Regions from separate parts of the Xenopus laevis genome. Here region 1 is linked to region 2. A link is a contact called in public Hi-C data. All regions are on one chromosome and are shown on one strand. Each heading gives the region's core, a stretch centred on a gene start, on an enhancer-like site or on the middle of the called end of the contact. The rest is flanking DNA. Distances are from core to core; before and after follow the strand shown. Region 1 has its middle 26 kb from the start of tle1.S. Region 2 has its middle 10 kb from the start of s1pr4.S.

The links. Hi-C and Micro-C count contacts between places; a contact is called where the count stands out from the background.
Region 1: a contact with region 2 is called in a Hi-C map of animal cap, with 5 times the contacts expected there. The contact joins two enhancer-like sites. A contact is called at or near these places in 2 of 4 Hi-C or Micro-C datasets (the XTC cell line and animal cap).

Annotation. Positions count from the first base shown.
Region 1 is chr1S:103,782,845-103,786,954 of Xenopus_laevis_v10.1, forward strand. No RefSeq gene overlaps it. Among protein-coding and RNA genes, the nearest start is that of tle1.S, 26 kb to the right of the region's middle. Within about 2 kb of position 2,452, at least 1 of the 7 cell types and tissues checked has an H3K27ac peak or open chromatin away from gene starts, as enhancers often do.
Region 2 is chr1S:103,732,408-103,736,148 of Xenopus_laevis_v10.1, forward strand. No RefSeq gene overlaps it. Among protein-coding and RNA genes, the nearest start is that of s1pr4.S, 10 kb to the left of the region's middle. Within about 2 kb of position 1,259, at least 3 of the 7 cell types and tissues checked have an H3K27ac peak or open chromatin away from gene starts, as enhancers often do.

The DNA.
Region 1 (4,110 bases), core at 1,202-3,701, 52 kb after region 2:
TTTGTCCTGACTGACACCCGTCAGGTTTCATATACACACTTATGGCAAGAGGACATAGGATGTCAAATGGGCTTAGACGACTGGGAAGTAATTTGGTCTAATATCAAGAAATCTTCAAGGAATGTCTCACTCTTAGAAACAAATTATAAAGTTTTACTCCGGTGGTACTTGGTCCCCGCACGTATAGCGCGATTTATACCTTCAGCTGATGATAGGTGTTTTAGGGGTTGTACTCATAAGGGCACTATGTATCATATTTGGTGGCTATGTCCTGTGGTTCAAAGATTTTGGATAAGAATTTATAATATGATTTATTCCATTTTTAATACGCCTATTCCCAAACATCCTAGTACGGCCCTATTATGTAAAAAACCTGATGCTCTCACGTCACACCAATTCCAACTTTTCCTGCTGATTATGACGGCTGCCAAACAAACAATCGCAAAGGCTTGGAAAACCAGGTATATCTCTGTCGAGGCCACGAAGAGTAAAATTGATTGGATAATGGTCCAGGAGAAAATGTCTAGCATTCTACTTGATACCCACCAGAAATACCTGTTGGTTTGGTCCCCTTGGATTGAATATAGATACGGTACTAATTATCCAACTGCCTTTCTCAGCATTTGAATCGTTACCACTGTCTTATCTCACTTGTCACTGTTTTTATAGGATTTTCAGAACTTGTCAGCTAGTTTAATGGTCATTTGATTGTCAGTATTTTGTTTTTATTCACCAACTGTGGATGTTTATAATTTATCTATAAGCTATGTGTACATTTGTGAGCTGTTTTGATGTACCTACACGTGGAGGCTATATGGTATATTTGAAGACTCAATCTGTACTGTCTCTTACTATGCTACTGTCGGCTATTGTCAACTTTGTTTTTGTTTTGTAAACTCAATAAAAATATTGGAATATAAAAAGATTGTGAGTAATTCTTTACCTGGTTTTGTCTGCCATGTGGCTGGCCATAGATGCACGGATAATATCGTACAAAACTAATTTATGTACGATATTTGGTGTGTATGGTGGGAAAAGAGCTGACCGATATCGTCAGAAGACTTGGATATTGATTGGCTCATCAATCGGGGTGGAACAGAAAATTTTGATTGGGTGTCTTTGAAGGCACCCAAACATTGGCCATTGTTAGTGCTGAATTGTTAGAAACAGGTAGAATTCTATTGTTTCTACCTGTATATCTGACGATTCTGCACTACACGTGTGTGTAACGACCACATTATCAGGAACCTTGTTCAGTGATAGTACCCATGGACGCACAGATGAATCCTGTGGGTTCCGGTATTCACTGACGCCCTTTTGGGGCCCCGGGCTTTCTGCTGCGGAAGCTAACAGCGAGGCAAGACATATTGTCAATTTCCCAGCTGCCTCAAGTCATGTGACTTGTGCTCTGATAAACTTCAATCACTCTTTACTGCTGTACTGCAAGTTGGAGTGATATCACCCCCTCCCTTTTCCCCCCCAGCAGCCAAACAAAGAACAATGGGAAGGTAACCAGATAACAGCTCCCTAACACAACATAACAGCTGCCTGGTAGATCTAAGAACAACACTCAATAGTAAAAACTCATGTCCCACGGAGACACATTCAGTTACATTGAGAAGGAAAAACAGCAGCCTGCCAGAAAGCATTTCCCTCCTAAAGTGCAGGCACAAGTCACATGACCAGGGGCAGCTGGGAAATTGACAAAATGTCTAGCCCCATGTCAGATTTCAAAATTGAATATAAAAAAATCTGTTTGCTCTTTTGAGAAATGGATTTCAGTGCAGAAGTCTGCTGGAGTAGCACTATTAACTGATGCGTTTTGAAAAAAACATGTTTTCTGATGACAGGATCCCTTTAACAGCAATTATACTGAAATTGTGGAAGGGGGAAGATGATTGAGCAGGTGCTGGATGATGACATGGGAGGGTTGGTGGGATGTATTACGCTACAATAAAATAAAACTTTCACTGGGTGGAGACAAGAGCAAATGACAGAACTTCCGCTGAGGAAGGAATTACCTGGGGACAATGATCGTTTATGGTATGACTCAGAGGGATGAATTGCACTGCAGTGGGATGGCCATGTGTTGTAAATGAAGGTGAGGCTTGGAGATATACAGGTGGAGGGGAGATGATTATAGCTAGAGGTAGGAGCAGAGTGATTTAGATCTAAGCAGGAAAGAGCAGCATTGATTACTACAGATGGAATGCAGTTTTGCAATTGGTGGAGTGGTGAAAACTCAGATAACTGCTAAGGGAGAAATTCTGGACTATGGACTCAAAAATACATCTTGTTTGGAAGTTTGGCTTATAGTAACTTTATCACATCTTGCACAGGGACTTTTTCTTACTGGCATATTTGTTTATCAGTGAGAGCAGGCCGCCCTGAGGGTGGGGCTTGGAAAAACAGCAAGGGGTTGCCTTAAAGGACGTCAACCGGAAAACAGTATTTTTTTTGCCTGATGAAAGAATAATTCTAAGCAACTTTGCAATATACGTTCATTACAATTTTTCTATGGCTTTTAGGTTATTTATGAATGTATTGCTATTGAAAGCAGTGTTTGTCCCTTTCTATGCTCTGCCCTGATGGCGCAGACTTTTGAAACAATGTAACACAAGCAAAGGGATGGACAGACCTGTCTTGCTGGGGGAGACTATTTTTTGCAAAATTGTTTAAAAAGTAACAACGAGGAGTTAAGCAAATGCTGCTTTCATTAGCAATTACATTTACAAATAAGAATTGCCACTTCACCCCTTTAAAACCAAACACACGTGGAATCCACAGCATGGCTAATTAGCAATTCATTTAAATGCATGCTGCAGACTGAACAGATTTATGTGCAGCCATGCATCATGCATCTAAATGAATTGCTAATTAGCCATGCAAGCTGTGGATTCCACGTGTGCTCGGTTTTAAAGGGGTGAGGTGACAACCCTAAGCACTAACAGTTATTATCTATAAATTTGATTATCGTTTATACCAGCCGCAGCAGTAAAATAACATCCTTGTGGCAGCCCTATTTATGTCTCAGCTTGGCACACACATACTGTAAGTGAACTTTTATGTGTAATCACCAGCTTAGGGGACACAGTTTTAAAAAAAGAAAATGGTAAGCATGATTGAAATGGGACTGGGGAAACTCCCATTCAGCATTCCAACTGCATGGCCATCAGAAAAATAAATCTAGCCTTTCCATACAATGCAGTAACTTATTGTAATGGAGTGGACAACGACTTGGTTATACAATTTATATTGCAGGGTGCAGTCTGTTTTTTCTTTGTAATCATCTGCCTTGTTGCCGAGCTCTCTTTTTAACATAGCATATGAAAGCATTCTGCTTATTATTATTATTAACATGTATTTATATAGCGCCAACATATTGCGTAGCACTGTAAAGTAAATGTAAATTATACAACTAAATCACATGAATTATATACATAGAACATATGAAGTTACATACATCACAATCAATACAGGTACAAAAGGTGAGGAAGGCCCTATGCATAGGCATACAGTCTAAAGGGAAGGGAGTAATACACAAGGTGTGGGAGTGGGCAAGATCGAATTAAGTGGGTGAGAAATGTGGTACTGTATGTGGTGTTGCGTTTGGTAGTTAAGCAGAGTGAGGGTAGGCTTCTCGAAAGAAGTGCGTTTTAAGAGATTTCTTGAAAGCAGAAAGGTTGGGAGAAAGTCGGACAGACCGTGGGAGAGAGTTCCAGAGGAGGGGTGCAGCCCTTGCAAAGTCTTGAATGCGAGCATGTGAGGAGGTAATGAGATAAGAGTTGAGTAGCAGGTCAGTAGAGGAGCGTAGTAAGCAGTTGGGTGAGTATATAGAGATGAGTTCAGAGATTTAGGGTGGGGCAGAGTTATGAAGTGCTTTGAAAGTCAGTGTCATTCATTTGAATTTGATTCTGAAAGGTAACGGAAGCCAGTGCAGGGATTGACAGAATGGCGAGGCAGAGGATGAGCGGTTGCTGAGGTGTATGAGCCTCGCAGCATTTTTGGACTGGAGAGGTGACAGTCTCTGGATGGGAGGGCCAATTAAAAGAGAGTAACAGTAGTCTAGCCGTGATATGATGAGAGAGTGAATAAGAATTTTGGCAGCAT
Region 2 (3,741 bases), core at 9-2,508:
AGGAAACGGTCCTCCCCATCTTCCACTAAACAGAATTTTAGAAAATTTAATTCATGTTTGTTAGAAATGACTTTGAATGTCTGTCACTGTGGGAAAAGCATTCCCAGGGAGTTTCTGGGGGTGGGTATAGAGAAGGGTTCCAATGTATTGTGGTACCAATAATGAGTCTGGTGTTAGTCCAAGCAGGAAGATGTGTTTTGCCAAAACTGCTTCTAGTTCTTTCCAAATTATTTTTATTGGTTTTAGAGATATACTGATTTTTTGTCAAAATATACACAGCAATTTCCGTATCGTTACATTATGATATATTACTTTGTCATGTTCCACGCAGTCATCTTCATATAAACCCATTTTTATTAATGGTATTTTGATTTCCCTGTACTTCATTATATGTGCTTGGCACTGCTCAGTCCTTCTTGCCTTCTGATCCAAATCAAGTGCTGCTGTGCCTATTGATAAAGGGGAACCCTGAAGTTACCAGCACCTCTTGATTCCCTCAGCACCCTGTGTCAATAGGCTCTGCACACTTGTATCTTATGAATCAGGTGCATACTTCACTTGTGTAAAGACCATCCGTAAATTACACTGTATGGACAATTCCATCTGATTTGCAGTGAATTGTGTGCACTGTTCGGTAACATTGGTGAACAGAATATAATTGTTATAGGCAGCACAGAACTGCACCAAATGTATAGAGACCTTTGACAAGCTGGCTTGTGAGGGACATAAACCCTGCTAACAAATTCATAGTTTATTTTCCGGTTATAGTTGTACCAAGTTGTATGTAATTCCCATATAGTTACACGTGGGGGCAGCAGAGACCACATTATAGCTCATTCACTGGCCACTTATAATGTATCATTATACATGCTTTGCATGATTTTAATTGTTCCATATTTCAAAATTTCTGATAGTTCATATAACACCAGAATCTCAGCTCAGCCATATTCAGCCATTTCACACAGTGGGGGTCATTTATGAACACTGGGCAAATTTACACCTGGGCAGTAACTATGGCATGGTAACCAATCAGATGACTGCTTTCAGTGCTCAACCTGCAGCTTGCTAAAGAAAGCAAATCACTGATTGGTTGCTATAGGTTACTGCCCATGTGCATTGTTTATAAATTAGTCCCTCATTATAATATAAAATTTGGATAATAGGTAGACTACTACCAACTGTGGATGGTGCCATGCCTTTCACTATTGTATTACAAGTTGGTTGCAGTGGATACCATGTAATATACACCTATTTGCACATGGGAAAGATTGGTGAGTGCTGACTACTTCTATAAGGGGTCCTGTAAACACCTGCTCCTTCAGCACCATCTCCCACATATGTGCCACAATTGCTTGTACTGTCCCATCGCCATATTGGTACTCGTTGTTTTCACTATTTGTCACTATAATTGCAAATGAACCTTTCTTGCAACAAGTACCAATATTAAACCACAAAAGATGGCATTTCATTATTTCCTGACTTGAGGATCCCACTTTTCAATTTTGCCTTAGGCTCCAAGTGAAAAGAACAATTACGAGTTTCTTTTATTACATTAGGAGGATGCATTACCATATGACTGGACCCTTTACTTCCATTTCACTTTCAGTCTAATCATGTCATTAGCATCACAATGAGAATTTTAAATTCTGCCATTGACAAAAATGTTCCAGTGTCCAGATCACAAGTATACTAATACTTTTCTGCATCTTTTAATACAAAGTGATATATTTATCAACCCGGGTGGGCAAATTTGCACCTGAGCAGCAACCATACTAGGTTAATACCAGGTGCAAATTTGCCCAGTTTTCATAAATGAGCCCCTGTATGTTTCATTAATTTACACAGTTTCATCCAAAGCAATACTTTCTTTTAATATATTCAATGTTACTGAAATTGATTCATGCAGTGTGGTTCAGGTAACCTAGAGTTTGGTTTAGAATAGGAGTGCCCATACTTTACAAATGCGAGGTCTACTTTTAGTGATGTTGTCCCATTATGATCTACATCCATAAAAGCATTGTTAGCATTCATGGAAAATATTACTTAAATATTGATTTATGCGAAAATGTATATTACTATATTTAACAAACAAATATTTCTTATGTAACTGTTAGATCTGCTCTATTTTGGGGTGCCAGGCTAATGACTTGTGGCAGACTGATCTTTAAATAAGTGGTATTTATTTACAAAGGAACTAAAAGGTATAACATAAAAAGGGAACTAACTAACATGGAGGGAGGTAGAAAGGGATAGGGAAGGATGCTATGGAAGGGAGTGGAAAGTGACTAACTAAAATGGTATTTACAATGCTCTTTATATACACATAAGGAAGACAAAAGACAGTCCCAGCCAATCAGGTCGATGTTAGCTGTTCTTGAAGTTGGTTCATCTCTTCTTAGATAGACAAGGGACTGAAATCAAGTTAGGATGCACTGTGAAAGAAATCCATAATCCAATGCTCCAGATATCCCTTTGTTGATCCAGCAGAGTGTCATTCCCTTTGGAACTTTTGCTATCCCTGCACCCACACCAGTGTGTCCAGTTATTTGCATCTCTTTTATATTGACATTACTGTAGCTGCAAGGATTGTTTTATGGCAGGATGACTGTTGCCCAGGCTTGCACCTTCACAGTTGCCATTGATGGAAAGGAAGATATCTGTTAACCCATTGCGTGTATGGGCTTATTGTTGAATATCCAAAATTCAGTACTACAGTAACCTTAACATAATAAATATCTGAATGAAAATCATGAAATATGAGGGTGATTTCAACAAGCTGTTTGTTGACAGTGTCTTGAGATCTACTGAACACCAACTTAAGGTCTACTGGTAGATCCCCATCTACCTTTTGGGCACCCCTGGTTTAGACTATCCTGGCTAAGTTGCATGTTCAATTGTATATATTGACCCCAATTCAAGAGATTTGGGCAAACAGCACTGATTGTAGCCATCACTCCTCTGGACCATTTTACATTCTGAGAAAGGTTCAGCTAATATTAAACGTGAACTCCGGTTTCCAAACCAAAATTTGATAAAGAGGCCCACATAACACAGAAACCCGTAATATAACCATCACAGCTACCTGTTTCTTCAAAAAGTATGAATAAATGGCATTTTCTTTGCTTAAATCCAGTTGTTCAACAGTTCTTCTCTTTCTGCATCATTTGAAATCCTGGCAGAGTAGGAGGGACTAAACACTGATGTTACAAATTGTAACAACTTCTCCACACCATACAGACAGCATGCAGGAACTACATAACCCACAATGCATTGCACTGAGATGTTCCTTTCTTTATTTAAATCACGTGTGCAGGGAATTGTGGGGTTTGGAGGATGCAGACTGAGGACAGATTGCTGTTGATACAAAGTAACAGTAGTCAGTCAGCTCAGCAAAGTAGTCAAACAGATGAGCAGAACAACAGGGGGCTAGGCTTAGGGAACTGTTCCAAACCAACAGAAATCATAAAAAGTCTGCATATTATTTAATTGATACATATCACAAAGTTGCTTGAAATTATGTTTACTTTTCAAAAAGCTTAAGTTATGTTTGTGTGAAGTTCCCCTTTTAGTTTCTCAGGATCAACAGGAGGGTGCAATTGCTGCACTGGAAGATATATAGACAGTCGTCTGGGCTGGTGGATAATTAGCAAGGTTTCAGTCAGAAAATAAACCTAAATAAAAGAATAATAGGCCAAATTAGACACGCAGCAATACTTCATATAGAGAATTTATATAGAAAGC